Linked DNA regions of Mus musculus: region 1 is linked to region 2. The links are chromatin contacts, called in public HiChIP or PLAC-seq maps. All regions are on one chromosome and are shown on one strand. The core of a region is the stretch at or near the end of the contact, and the rest is flanking DNA. Distances in the headings are between cores, read along the strand shown.

Region 1 (6,821 bases), core at 1,843-4,342, 130 kb before region 2:
ACGTGGCCGGCATCGAAGGGTTTTTTGGACCGGTGAAATACTATCGCCTCCGCAGCCTACACCCGGCACAGGTGAGCCTTGGGGATCAAGAAGTTTGCCAGGAGTGTGTGTGTGACAGTGGGCCACTGGGAGCAGGAAACACAGTGTAAACAAAAGATTTACCCAAGCGGACTGAACCATGCGTGGGCTCAGCCACCAAACATAATTAATATTGAGGCTTCCCCTGAGCCAGCCCAATAATAGATTTCTGTTACCGTGCGGTTCATTTAGTACTCATAAAATGGGAACCATTTACTTCCTCTGTTTTAATAACTACTAGCTTAATTATAGAGTAGATTTTTATCAGGCTGTTGCCTATCCAGTGATTAAGCTAATGAAAGGAGAGAATCTTAGTTATTTGGTAAAGCTTCTTTTCTACGCTATTATTTAAAGTATCAGAAGAAGCAATACTCCAGCAAATTAAAGCCCCATGCCAGCCAATCTTTCACTCATCCTCACAGAAGCCCTGCCTCAGCTCATGCTGGGATGGGCAAGCCACAGGGAGCCATATTCAGGAGGGCTTTGGACCCCAAGGCAATTTACTGTACCCAGGACACACATCCTAACATGCCCACGGAGGACTACTGCAGCCATTCCAGTAAAGGACTCTCGGCTTCCTACCACACAGCCTCAGAACAGTGCCTTCTCATCCCTGCTAAGGAGATGGAGGACCCCACCAGATGCCTGAGAGAGAGTTGTCCTCTCATTCCCTTGACCCCGTGGAGTTCAGGCAAAGACACAAGTACAAGTAGGAAGCCCGATTCCCTCCCTCCCTTTGAGATAACTGGGAAAAGAAAAATCACAGATCCACTTGAGCAGTAAATGCTTCAGAGTGCCTACTGCATGCCAGACCGGAGCAGAGAGGAGAAGCAAGAAAGATGGGTTAGGCTGAGCTTCAAACATTCCACCGCTCTGGCATGTAATGGTGGTGCACACCGGTAATGCCAGTGGTCGGCAGTTCGGGGCAAAAACGATCAAGAGCTCAAGGTCAAGTTGGATCAGCCTGGGACATAGGAAACCCTGTCTCACAAAAACAAAACAAAAATATTTTTTGGTACTGGGGCTCAAATACCTTTGAGCTTTCTTTCAGCTTTAGACTCTTTCCTTTCTTAAAAACATTTTTTAAAAAAATTGGGGGGTGGGGGGCGGACAGGTTTTTCACAAAGTTGTCCAGGCTAGCCTTGAACTCACTCTGGAGTTCAGACATGCTTTGAAATTTTGATCTTCTTGCCTTAGGCTACTGACTAGTTGTAATTACAGATGGATGTCAACAGACCCAGCTTTAAATGATGTTTTGAAGATACTCTGATTAATAGAATGAACAGCACACACACATACATACATGTATTCATATATGAAAATAAAAATAATTTTACTAAGAATACCTCCTCCGCCTCCTCTAATGTGCTCTGAAGTTTTGGATCCTTCGGTATAAAAAACAAAAGAAACCACTGCTGGTTATGACCCAGTGAGCCCATCTCGTGAACCTCTCTTGGGTCCAGACATGCATTTGAAAACAGAGTTAAGATTAATTCCCCCAGTTCCAAGAGGCTTGCTCTTTGGGACTTTGGCCCAGTTCACTTACTAGGTCACATGACACGAGTTAATTTCCACAAGCTTGGGCTCACCGAGGTGCATGGGTGCATCTGGCCACCGTTGAGCCTGCAGGAGTTATGCTTTGGAGCAGTGGCCCTTCACTGGCTCCTGCAGACTGAGGCTGCTGCAAAGCAGAAGGAAACAGAAGGACGGCCTCAGGTGGCGGGCACACCTTGGGTAGAATTAACATTTGGAAATGGAGATGAGTGCAGTTTTCTAGGGACTACACGTGGAGGGGACAGGTCTCCACTGACATGGAAGAAGCTTTGCAGATGAGAAGGTAGCACACAGGACGCTGGACTGGCATGCCTCGAATTGATCCAAAGGGCACTGGTTTGCATATCCAGGTGGGATGGTAGCCAGTGATGTCATAGAGGGAACTCAGACAGCTGAACACACCTAGTCCTACTAGCCAGAGGACATTTGATGATGATTGAAGTTCATGCAATTTCTTACCCTCCTGCAGGTTCTTAATCCCTTCCTTGAGAAGGAACTGGCTGAACAAATCAAGCTATACTATGAGCGGTGTACTGAGGTCCAGGATATAATATCCTCGTATGCTGCAACAGTCCAGGTTGGGGGTGAGAGGCGAGAGACATGTAAGTACGGAGCTCTGGAGGGCATATTTAAGCTTTGCATTTGCATTGACATGTTTAGCTTTGCTTGGGGCGAGGGAACTAAAATAGAAACATCCCACGAACCTCTTAGCCCAGATACCAGCAGGGTCAGGTGTAACTCAAGGCTTCCAAAGACAGATGGGGACCAGCATGTGCGTTCTGCCTTGATCCTTACCCCACCCAACCCCACAAAGCACCAGCAACCGCCATGAACGAAAACTGGTGTCAGCTCCCGCCATACCTGCTCGATCTTATTTAAGAATACAAAGGAACCTTGCCTGGTGTTCTTTCTACCTAGATGGCATGCCTAAAAGAAAAGAAAATGCATTGGAAAATATAAATTAATCACTAGAAATTATTGTACACATTAGTGTGCTTTTGTCTTGGACCATTAATATCTGAACAGTGACTTTGCTGGCTGGGGCCCTGTTTTATTCTCAAACCCTCAGATCAGCTCAGGGAGGCACCAGGAAATTTGGCAAAGGAACAAATCTCAAATAGACTGCGTTCGCAGGGCTCACGTGGCCCAGACTCTCCTTTCTCACCCAGGGTGTGGACGGAGCTGAGTCCCGTCTGGTCTCCTAGGGTCCCAGCTTTTCTCCTAGAAAAGCCAGCCTTATATGCTAACCTGTTTGGTGGCATCAGGGAGAGTCTCCTAAACTTGTAAATTTTTCTGTGCTTTAGATATCCATGTTTGATGTGGTGACACGGCAGTTAGTCACATATGTTCCTTCTGGAAGATAAATTCCTGTGGGGTATTTGTCATCATCAAGAGCTAGTTCAGTATCTCAATCTTGCCTTGTGCAGCTCATGCCTCCTCCCCCCCTTAGGGGAGCTTCCAGTTCCAGGCTAGGGAAGGAGGGGCCCATAGATGGACCTAAGTCATGCCCCAGTCTGACAGGGTCACATAGTGGTGGGAGTGGTGGCTGGTCAATCTCATATCAGGCTGGAGAGGTAGCTAGGTATGGAAAGGCATCTACTACCAAGCCTGACAGCCTCAGTTCAATCCCTGGGATCCGTGTGATGGAAAAGGAGAACTGACTTCTCAAAGTTGCCCTTTGATCTCCACTTGAGCCGTGTAGAACAGACAGGATCCCCCATCCTAAGCAAAAATCGAATTTAAAAGCAGATGATCTTGCACTGAGATGGCTCAGTTGGTAAAGTATTTGCAAGCATGAGGGCCTGAGTTCCATGCCGAGAACCCGTATAAAAAGGCTGGATATGATGTCACTCACCCGAAATCCCAGTTCTGAGGAGATGGAGACTAAGGCTTGCTGGTCAGCCAGGCTAGCCTCACTGACAGCTAGCTGGGCTAGCTCCAAGACGATGAGGAACCACACCTCAAAGGCTAAAGGATGTTTCTGGGAAGGACATATACCAAAGGTTGTCCCCTGGCCTCTCTGTGCATGTGCACATGTAGATGCATGCCCACACACGTGTGTCCCCTCGCCATATACATGCAGGTACAGAAAATGTAAAAGGATACGCTCTCTTAATCTCCAGCTGCGCTTAACGCTCACTGAATCATACAAAGATGTACAAAGACAAAGATGCTGCCAGGAGAGGGGGCAGACGCACAGGAATAGTAATGTCCCAAAGAGGAAACTCATTTGGATCATTCCCACAGCACTGGGAGTGAGACCCTAAAGGCCAGCCCTCTATGCCGACCTGTTTGGTGGCATCAGGGAGAGTATCCTAAAGTCTCCAACCTCCTCACCTCCTGGGGGGCTCTAGGGCCTTGTTCTTCAAAACACAAGCCAGAAAAAAAAATGGCCTAGATTATTAGCCTCCTGGGGGCAAGTCAGAGGGCAGCTGCTCATTCTGTAGAATTAGGCAACAGCCATCAGCATCCTTGGCGCGTTTCTCTTGGACTTGCTTCCAAATGCTGCCCCCAAGGCAGAGGTGTAATGGCCGTTTTCAAATTCCCGAAAGACCCAAGCCAAATCCAGGCATATTAAGCCTGCCCTCCCATCCCAAGTTCCCCTGAGGAAGGAGAGCTTTTAGAAGGATAAGGTCATTGCCGCTCCTGAGGGAGTGATGTCTTCTGCTTCCGTGTAGGTGACTTCCATAACTCCTACCTGGACCTCAAGCGCAAGTATGGGAGAGCCGAGGTGTGCAGAGGCTTGCCCTGGGAGAAGGAACTGAGAGACAGGCACCCCAGCTTGTTCCAGAGCCTGCTGCAAATGGACCTGCTGACCGGTAACTGAGCCTCTGCCTGGGGTTTGGAGCTAGCTAGAAAGGCACCCTGTTTTTATGTCTACTCACTCTCCCTTGGTGATTTATGCCTTAATGTTATTTTTAACCCTAGTGTTCTAGTTTAATTTCAGATTTAAATTCTGCCCTTGTGTGTCCACAGCGCTGAATATATCTGTGCACATTTCCAAAAACTTAAATTTAGGGATCACTCAAGCGATGCTTTATCTAAAGCCAGGGCTGCATAACGGACAGGCCGCCGCCAGAGTTGGCCTCCAAATGGAGTTAGTTTGCAAAATGCCTTTCTGTGTATTTGAAAAGAATTTCATTATCGGTATCTAAAAACTTTCAGAAAAATGCAAATTTCTAGCTTTACTTGGAAAAAAAAATCAAAGACGCAGCTGCCCTGGACCTGTTCCTATAGTAAGCGATCTCAGAGGGAAGGCCAGGGCCAGGCATTTTCTGTCTGCCCAAGGTCCCTCTTCTCTGGTTTTCGCCTCCTACCATGTACTGTCATAGATGGTTAGATGTCATCTAACCCTTAGGCAGTTGAACTTGAGCCTCCTGACTTGACATTTCAGTGTCATCTCAGATTTGAAGGTCCTTCCTGGATGCTGATGGCTTCCTCTTAGGCCCAATGCAATTTGTATTTGCTTAGTTAAGTACACACTGTAGGGCCTCCAGGAGATTTTGGAAGCCATGCCTGTTAGAAACAGGAGCTGGTCACAAGGGGAAGCACACGGAACAGGTACGTGTGTCAAGGGATCAAAAAGCTCATTGTGTTCCTGGCTTGGGAAAATGACCTTCGGCGACTGGCCCTGTCCCAAGGCATGGGCTTTCTTTATACGCTGACCCTGCCCATCCTGGAAGATATTTGATCTTTTGTTCTTTGATATTGACTAAGGAAAGACTCAGTCACTTATCTGAGTGAGATGGCAGGAGATTCCCCACTCTTGAGTGATGGGCTTAAAAGCAAAGATAAATTGTAAGTTGTTTTAATAAAAGCCATGGAAGTGAAGGCACAGAGAGAGGAGTGGCTGCTTCTAGACTCAGGTGTCCCAGAAGGGCTTCCGGGAGGAGGAGACATTGTAACTGCTTCTTGAGGTATTTGCCAGATAAGAGAGGCAGGAGTGGGCGCTGGAGTCAGGGCAGAGGCAGGGAGGAGGGACAGCAGGATATGCTAAGGGATAGGAAACCAGTGGTGACCTAGGGGCTCAGCCAAAGCTTAGTCGCCAGCTGTAATCTGTGTGGCTTTCCCTTTTAGTTAGAGGATTTCAGGCTGTAGGCAGAGTGTAACCAGAGGAGTCTCTGATGTTACAATGACAGCAGTTGGGAACAGGGAGGTGATGTTAGAAGAGTGTGGAGCAGGGAGGGGATTACAAAGTCCTGGAAGAAAGGGAGGAGGTCTGAGTAGGACAGAGTGATGGAGACAGAGCCAAGGGGTATGACAAAGGTGGCCCTGCAGCACCCATGACTGCTAGGTGATCTGAAGAGTATGCTCTGTGACACTGGTCTCTGGGGCTGGGTGAATTTGCTTCCACTTCATTTAACACTCAGTTACTGTGTGATCTTAAGCACATGCTTGTTCTTGCTGAGCCCTGGTTTCCTCGTCTACACAACGGAGTTGGGTGGTAGTAATGGTGTTGATGGTGATGGTGGTGATGGTGATAGTGGTGGTGATGGTGGTGATGGCGTTGATAGTGGTGACGGTGATAGTGGAAGGGGTGTTGTTGGTGGTGATGGTGATAGTGGAGATGGTGATGGTGGGGGTGAAGGTAATGGTAGTGGAGGAGGAAGAGGAGGAAGAGGAGGAGGACGAGGAGGTGTGGTAGTGGGAGACTCCTAGGGCAATCCTTTCTTCCTGGTTCAGTGAGCTGACATGTATATGAAACACTGTGGGTGGGAGTGGGGATGTAGTTAAGTGGTGGAGCACCTGCCTAGAGTGAGCACTGAAGAAAAATCATTCAGAAAGCAGCCCTTTGGAGAAACATCTCTCCTCTTCAATGCTGTACTCCTTTGGGCTGCAAGGGTCTTTGTTTTGGGGTCCTCCTGTAAACATCTGCTGTATGTTCCTCTCTATCCATTAATACTAACCGTGCCCCCTCCTCTCCTCCAAGACACCACTAGACATTGACCAATCCCTGTGTCCCCAGGAAACCCATTCACCCCAACTGCTACGATGACTGAGAAGAGACAGCTCAGGTTTTCCCTGAGCCCCTATGAGATGGTGGGGTTGCCCCACTCCTAAAACGATCTAAGGAGAAGGTGCATACAGAAAGTTGAGGAGTTTAAACGGAGCTTCCCACCACATCTACCAAAACTCGTGTCTGTGATTTCTGGTCATAGTTAAATATAGTTTCACTGTTGTGGGGGAGA
Region 2 (7,442 bases), core at 501-3,000:
CCTGATTGTCTGGCCTTGAACTCCACATCCTTCAACCTTAGCCTCCTAAATGCTGGGGTGATAGACATGAGCCACTCACTGTGCACACTGAGACAAACCAAAATATAATCTCCAGTATAAGATAACCAAGGCTCTTCCCTCATGAATGAATTAATCTATCCATGCAATTAGTGGATTTATGGCTAATGGGTTATCTGGAGAATGGCCTGCAATAAAAGCCCGTTTGGCTGGGTCTCTGGGTCTTCTAGCACCACTTCTGAGCTTTGCCAACAAGGCCACCAAGATGAACTCTGGACCAGAACTATGAACCAAAATAAACATTTTCTCTGACTAAGGAAGTGTGTGCTATAACATTGGCAGCAATAGAAAATGGAGCAAGTAGACAAAGTATTTTCTGTTTCATAATTTCATGATGAAATTAATAGATCAAGCCAACCCTGGGCAAGGAGCACCTCTGAAGAGCTATGGCTTTTACATGGAGATTAGATGATTGAACAAGGATAGGAGGATGGAAGATTCGTGTCTATCATTAAGAAAATCTGTATCCAGACATGCCAATTTTGAAGTCAGAAAGAACTTTAAAATTTTGATGAGCTTATCCATCCATATCTGTTTCTCATCTATTAAATGGGTATAGTGGACAGGCCAGACTCCCTTACCTAACACAAAGGTGGTGAAAATGTTAGTTTCTCAGGGGTTGGAACTCCTATTAGCCTATCCCATAATATATAGATGCTCACATATGCTGTCATGCCACATACATGGGGTGGTTCTCTAGTTTATGACAGTACACCCTGGTGACAAGTAGGCCAGTGAGAGACAGACCCACTTAAAAGACAGCATAGTGCCCTTCTTGTCAGTTCTGCCCCTGACTTCTTCCCTTCAGTTGAGCAGTTCTTTCCCAGAAACCCAGCAGCCTCAGAGAGCTTGCCTCCCCAGCCAGCCAAGCACATGGGGAAAGCAGCAAGCCATCCAACAGTCAAACACAGATCACAACAACGGGGTGCTGAGTCCAACCTCTGTTCCGGGGAGAACTCCTGGGTAGAGCTGGGCCCTTCTCACGGCAGATACTGCAAGATCTTTGGACTTTACGGGAAAAGCCAGGCACCCAGGCTTTGCGACTTTAAGCAAGTAAATAAATAAATAAATAATATTGCTGGGTGTGGCTGCTCATAATTGGAGTTCTAGCACTGGGGAAGTGGAAGTTGAGGACTAGAGTTCAAGATTATCCTGGGTCACACAGTGCATTTCCCGCCAGCCTATCTCAAACATATCATGTGCTGGGAGTGTTGCACAGTGGTTAAGCACTTGCCTAGCCTGTACAGAGTCTGGGGTTTAATTCTTAGTACTGAGGAATAAATGAAAAAGTGAATGTTGGGAAAGTCAAATAAAGTAGGCGTGGACTGCCAATGTTCATGCTGACCCTGGTGTCATCTCAGATGCAAACCGACCTTGACCTGTTGTTTCTGGCCAGCATCTCTGCCCCCCCACCCCCACCCCTTCTCTTCCTGCCTGTTTGCTAAGGCCCTGGCTGGAACGAGAAGCTCTTTAAGAACTGGGAATGTCTGCTCTGTGAGAGGGAGAAGGCCACCCAGACCCAGGCTCTATCTAGTGTCTCTTCCTTGGTGCCACACCCCACCCTGAGTCACCAGACCTGGGAAATTCCCAGGATGGAATGAAATGGGAGAGCCCAGCCTAGCTCTGCTCACTGCAAACTCTCTGGGTTTGGAAGGCAGAAGTTGGAGATGATCAATACTGTTTGCATGGCCCCAGCTGACTTGGTGGGCCAGGCCCAAGAATCAGCTGCCTGTAAGGCCTGCCTGTTGGGGGCCTGTTGGCCCAGTTCTCCTCTGACCACAGACAGTGGCTGCGAGGGCCCTGAAGTGGATTGTGTCATAAATGCCTGAGACACTGACTTCAAATTAACCACGGGAGCAAATCCACTTTGAGCTCCTGCATTCTCGGGAGCTTCTCCCGGGCCCTGTGGCAATGTTGATATTCTTAAGAATGATTGGTCAGGCTTACTGCCAGGGAATCCATCCCTCTTAGGCCAGAATTCAAGAAATGTCAAAGAATGCATTACATAGTCACAAGAAAGCACCAGACTTCAAAGAACCAGGCTTAAATGAGAGGCAGCATGAAGGGGAGAGGGCATAGGACTGACAGGATGGTCATCCACTTTATCTTCCCTTAGATATGTTTATAAACATGCAGAGACTATCCTGAAAAGCAATTCTCAAGTGTTCTTAGTGCTCTCCAGCAGTGGGCAAGGGGTAGCTGCACTTTTCCATTTTGTTGCTGCAACATAGATTTTTTTAGCACAGCTTACAAGCAGAGGTAGCTTAATCTATTCAGACACAAGGAGGAAGAGGAAGCTGAGAGCAGTGTCAGAGGGGAGGGCTGGGAAATGTGATCAACGGTGACACTGGTCTGGTACGTTTAAAAAGCCAGGAGTGACGCGCCCCCCCCCCCCCAACAGCACTAAAAAGAAAAACACCAGGACATTTGTAATTGAGCTAAAATGTTTAAAGTAAAAAATGAAAAGAAACAGCAGCAGTTACTGGTGGTCCATGCTTGTGATCTCAGCACTCGTGTGCAGAGGCAGGAGGATCAGGAGTTAAAGGCGATAGCCAAGCGTACAGCAAGCAGTTTCTAGGTCAGCCTCAGCTCAAAGAACAGTTCTGCCCTAGCACTTATGATCGGGAATCCTGGTGCACGGGACTTCTAGGGTCACCCCAATGTACACCCACTCCACCACTTTCTCCTCCAACTGCAATAGCCAAAGAACAGAGTCCTGGTCGGGTTCCATCCTTTCTTACTAAACGTTTTTATTTGCAGAGTTCTGGGCCTACTACCTACAAAGCAATTATTCTACCAAGCAACAACCCCAGTCCTTCTAAGCTTCTAACTCTCCATCAGTTACAATGTAGTGGAAAATCTTCCACCTCACTTGCAACCAGAGCCTTCCTGCTGTTCCTCAGACTTCCCCCTTGCACTCTGTCTCAGGGCTGTTGACCTTCCTGGTGCCACTGGTCTCGGATGGTTCGTAAAGCTTCCTTGATGTTCCCCAGCTTTATCTTAGGCTGCTACCTCAATCTTGAGGTAGAGGATGACTTGACTGAACTGATCCACCTCCCACCCTCACCTCTTGGGCTGTTCTTGTTCTATTTACTCCTCTGCCTAGCCTTTCCAGTAATCACTGCCTAACACTACTCTATATTTTAGATTCTCCATTGTCTGTAGACCATAAGCTTAAGGTTGAGGTTGGCTCATAGGTGGTGAGTACTCAATGATTATCTCCAATCTAGACCTGACCATGCAGGACTATATATAATCCAAGCTACACAGAAAAGGTTTGAGACAGGAGGATCAAAGTTCAAGGCCTGCCTAGGTCACAGAATGAATTAAAAGCCAGCCTGGATAATTGAAACCTTGTCTCTAACAGGTAAAAGATACCGAGGATATGCTGACTTGTATACTCCTTACTGACACACAGAGACACACAGACTTGAAATATCTCCAATCTATTTTTTGAGTGGCCAGACTGTGGGCCTGGAGAACACATCTCCTACTTGAAGCATTTAAGTTGCCAAGCAAAAGAAAGCAGATTTAACCCAAAATACCCATTAGAGAACCCAGATCATTGTATAGGTTGGGAGGGAGCGAGGGAAGGTGAGGTACCACGAACTCAAGAAACTTACACCAAGGAGGTTCGGCAGCCCCACAAACATCCAGGCACCATCCTCTCACCTGGTAAGCTTCTATGATCCCTTGTGATGACATACAGACTCCCTGAAATCTCTTATAAACTCAGAAAGCCCTCAGTAATTTGCACTTTCAAGGAATACCTTGTTCAGTGGGGGCTCCTGCAAAAGGCAGGCATAGAGGACACTTGCTTTATAAGTGACAATTTTATGGTCCTTGGCTTGCCCAACCACCCCATCTCCAGTCAGATGGTGCAAAAAGTGTGAATACTCCCCTTTGAACCAAAGTTAGGCTGTTTCTGGTCAGTGTGTTTTGTTTTGTTTTAAGCTGTATATGTTTTAGCAAGCATATAACCCCAGAGGCAGGCGTGGTGGTAGACGCCTGTAATCTCAAATTTTCTTAGGTGAAGGGAGTGTCAGAGCTCCAAGATATCTTTTCATTGAAAAGTCAGATTATCCTAATCCCACATTTTGTGGGGCTTGTCGTGTTGCCCCACTGACTCAGAACTGATAAGTAGCCAGAGTATCCAGACGGGACCTGGTATTAAGATTGATTACTGCAGCATGGCGTGTCATTTACAATGCAATTGCGTTGTTCCTTACACAACTCCTGTTTCTTGTCCCGCCTGAATTGTACTCTGAGCATTTTTTCTCTACTTCTTATTTATTTACTCTCCCACTCCCCAAGACAGGAATTTTGTGTAGCCCCGGATGTCCTAGAACTTAATCTGTAGACCAGGCTGGCCTTGAACTCAGAGACCCAAGTGCTAGGATAGAAGGCGTGTGGCACCACCCCCACCCAGCTTTTCATTTTTTTTTTCTTTTTTCCTTGGACAGGGTTTCTCTGTGTAGCCCTGGCTGTCCTGGAACTCACTCTGTAGATGAGACTGGCCTTGAACTCAGAAATCCTCCTGCCTCTGCCTCCCAAGTGCTGGGATTAAAGGCATGTGCCACCACTACCTGGGCAGCTTCTTTTTCAAGAGTTTCATGTAGCCCAAACTAAACTTTCTAGATAGTGAAGGATACTCTTGAGCTCCTGATCTTCCTACCTCTTCCATTCTGGGAACTGGAATTATTAGTGCTGAGATTATAGGCCGCTGGGATTACAGGCATGCACCACAATGCTTGGTTTACATAGTGCAAGAGGTCAAACTAGGGTGGATGTAAATGCTGGCTGCCAACTGAGCAAACCAACAACACCACCGTGTTCAGTGTCCCATGTACCTCAGTCTGGCCCAGGACTCTGTAGCCAAGGGTAACCTAATCTTAATCTACCCATCCTCCTGCCTCTGACTTCCAAATATTGGCTTGTAGGCACGTGCCATTATACCTACTGGCTCTGAACGCTTGTCACTAAATATTTTGAAGGAATTGAATCTCTCCCTCCCACACTCACATACACATTTACAAATGTTTTCTAGTCCTGCTGACCACCATCTTCCATGGAGTTGGGGGACTTTTACATACGACGGGACTCTCTGCTGCATCAAGGGGCTCTGTAGAGCCATCCCAAAGGAGGTAGCCCACAACCACCCTAGACATCACTACTTCCCTCCTACTTTAAATTGCCAAAGGTAAGAAGGGCAAAGTGACTACCATCTGATCCAGGAGTCAATCAACCCTTCTTCTGGAAGAGGCAAAGACCTCCCGCTGAGCAGGTACAGTCTTTGCAGAAACCATACTTCCCAAAGACTTGGAGTGACTTGACGTGGGGATAAACCCTAGGCTTTGAGTTGAATTGTCTTTAATCTTCTGCCACCCAGGAGCCTGGAGCCATCCCCCTCCTCTTATAGACTGTACCACACAACCAACCAGGCATGACAGAACCCTGTACCTTTCATATCTGAACCGTTCAGGCCACACACACACATCGTTAAATTATCTGCTGGTTTTACCTCCATTTCTCAGGTAAACTCAAAGCTCAGCCCATGCTCATGTTCTGTCCCAAGTTTCAACATATTTTCTGTGAATCGTCAGACCTTTACAGCCAACTTCTCCTAGGCCTAGGCAAGGTCGGGGCAACCCTTTTCTTAGTTCCTCAGCAGGCTGCCTTGTTATAGGTTATTATAAGGTTCTTGGCTTTAATAGCATAAGAACATCCCCATTACACCAAGCAAAGATACTCTCCGGCACATTCATAGCCATTACGCCGTCTGGGCTGGAAAACAGGACAATCTATGTTCTCTGTGCCTGCCTCCAACATTCACACAGAGAACCTCCACTTTTACAAAAACCATTGCTGAGCAGAACCATTGCTAAAACCCTCAGTCCTCATCAGCTTTCATACCTGGAGAGCTGGAGCGATCTTGGGAGCAATCAGAGAACTGGAGAGATCCGGAGAGCTGGAGAAATCCGGGGAGCTGGAGAGATGCTGAGAGCAATCCAAGAGCTGGAGGGATCCTGGGAGCAGTCGAAGAGCGAAGACCTGTTTAGAACTACTGCCTGAGAACCATCAGACACTAGCTTTTATACAGCCCAGTTAAGCTACATAATCTAGCCACACCCATTTAGCCACACCCCTAGAGCCAGAAAGCCCTACCCAGAATCTTCTCTAATCCTCATTCTCTCTCTCTCTCTCTCTCTCTCTCTCTCTCTCTCTCTCTCTCTCTCTCCCTCTCCCTCTCTCTCTCTCTCTCTCTCCCTCTCCCTCTCTCTCTCTCTCTCTCAGAGGGGGAGGAGGGCAGTATTGGTGAATGCTCTACTACCAAACTATGTTCCTAATCTCAAACTGGTTTTAGATTTTGTTTGGAATCTCATTATGTAGCACTGGCTGGCCTAGAACTCCAGGCTAGTCATGAATTTACAAAGTGTTAGGATTAAACAACCTGTGTCACTAAGGATTTTGATTTAGGTTTTGGTTTGGTTTGGCGTGGTTTGGTTTGGGTTTTTGAGACAAGGTTTCACTATATGGCTGCTGTCCTCAAGCTCAGGGAGACACACCTGCCTCTGTCACCCCAGCGTTGAGTCCAAGGCATGCCAGGCTAACATTATCATTTACTTTTATTTTTACTTTATATTTACTAATTTGTTTGTTTGTTTATTTGGGTTTTCTGAGACAGGGTTTCCCTGTGTAGCCTTAGCTGTCCTTAGCCTAGCTCTATAGACCAGGTTGGCCTTGAACTCGGAGATCCCCCTGTTTCTGCTTCCTAAGTGCTAAAATTAAAGGCATGTCTCACCACCACACAAGGTTAATTTTTTTTTTTTTTTTAGACAGTGTTTCACACTGTAGTTTAAGCTGGTAGCCCAGGCCCACCTCAAACTTGGTAGCCCAGTTCCCACATTATTTTTTATAAAGTTACTTATGTAGAGGTTATGAGAATGGTACCATTCCATGGAAATTGTTCCTACAACCTGGGATTATTTGCTTTCAAAACTTCGTGTGTATCAGTCAGGCGTAGTGGTGCACGCCTTTAATCCCAGCACTTGGGAGGCAGAGGCAGGCAGATTTCTGAATTCGAAGCCAGTCTGGTCTACAGAGTGAGTTCCAGGACAGCCAGGGCTATACAGAGAAACCCTGTCTCTCGAAAAAAAAAAAAAAAAAACAAACAAACAAAACTTAGAGATAAGTTAAAAGCCATATATTTGGCTAGTCAGCTGTCATAGTAAGCAAATTTGGAAAGAAAAATTTCCACATTGAATACAATGAAAAACAGTATGATTCTTGGCATTTGTAAAGCTCATCTAAATTAGTAATCCAAACACTGAAATGCTGACACATTCATGAATTCAAGGAACAAA

Evidence for each region. HiChIP or PLAC-seq counts read pairs in DNA pulled down with a chosen protein or histone mark.
Region 1: an HNF4G HiChIP or PLAC-seq map of pancreatic cancer cells shows a contact between it and region 2. The contact joins two enhancer-like sites. A contact is called at or near these places in 1 of 115 datasets of contacts at active chromatin or transcription factors (pancreatic cancer cells) and 1 of 9 other capture datasets (adipose tissue).

Annotation. Positions count from the first base shown.
Region 1 is chr5:53,167,987-53,174,807 of GRCm38.p6, reverse strand. It overlaps Sel1l3 (sel-1 suppressor of lin-12-like 3 (C. elegans)), which reads left to right. Exons shown (of 24, transcript NM_172710.3): 7 at 1-71; 8 at 2,102-2,234; 9 at 4,311-4,451. Among named protein-coding and RNA genes, the nearest start is that of Sel1l3, 42 kb to the left of the region's middle. Within about 2 kb of position 3,092, at least 14 of the 459 cell types and tissues checked have an H3K27ac peak or open chromatin away from gene starts, as enhancers often do. A contact at or near this core is called in pancreatic cancer cells, where this site is marked.
Region 2 is chr5:53,036,784-53,044,225 of GRCm38.p6, reverse strand. No RefSeq gene overlaps it. Among named protein-coding and RNA genes, the nearest start is that of Slc34a2, 8.8 kb to the left of the region's middle. Within about 2 kb of position 1,750, at least 75 of the 459 cell types and tissues checked have an H3K27ac peak or open chromatin away from gene starts, as enhancers often do. A contact at or near this core is called in pancreatic cancer cells, where this site is marked.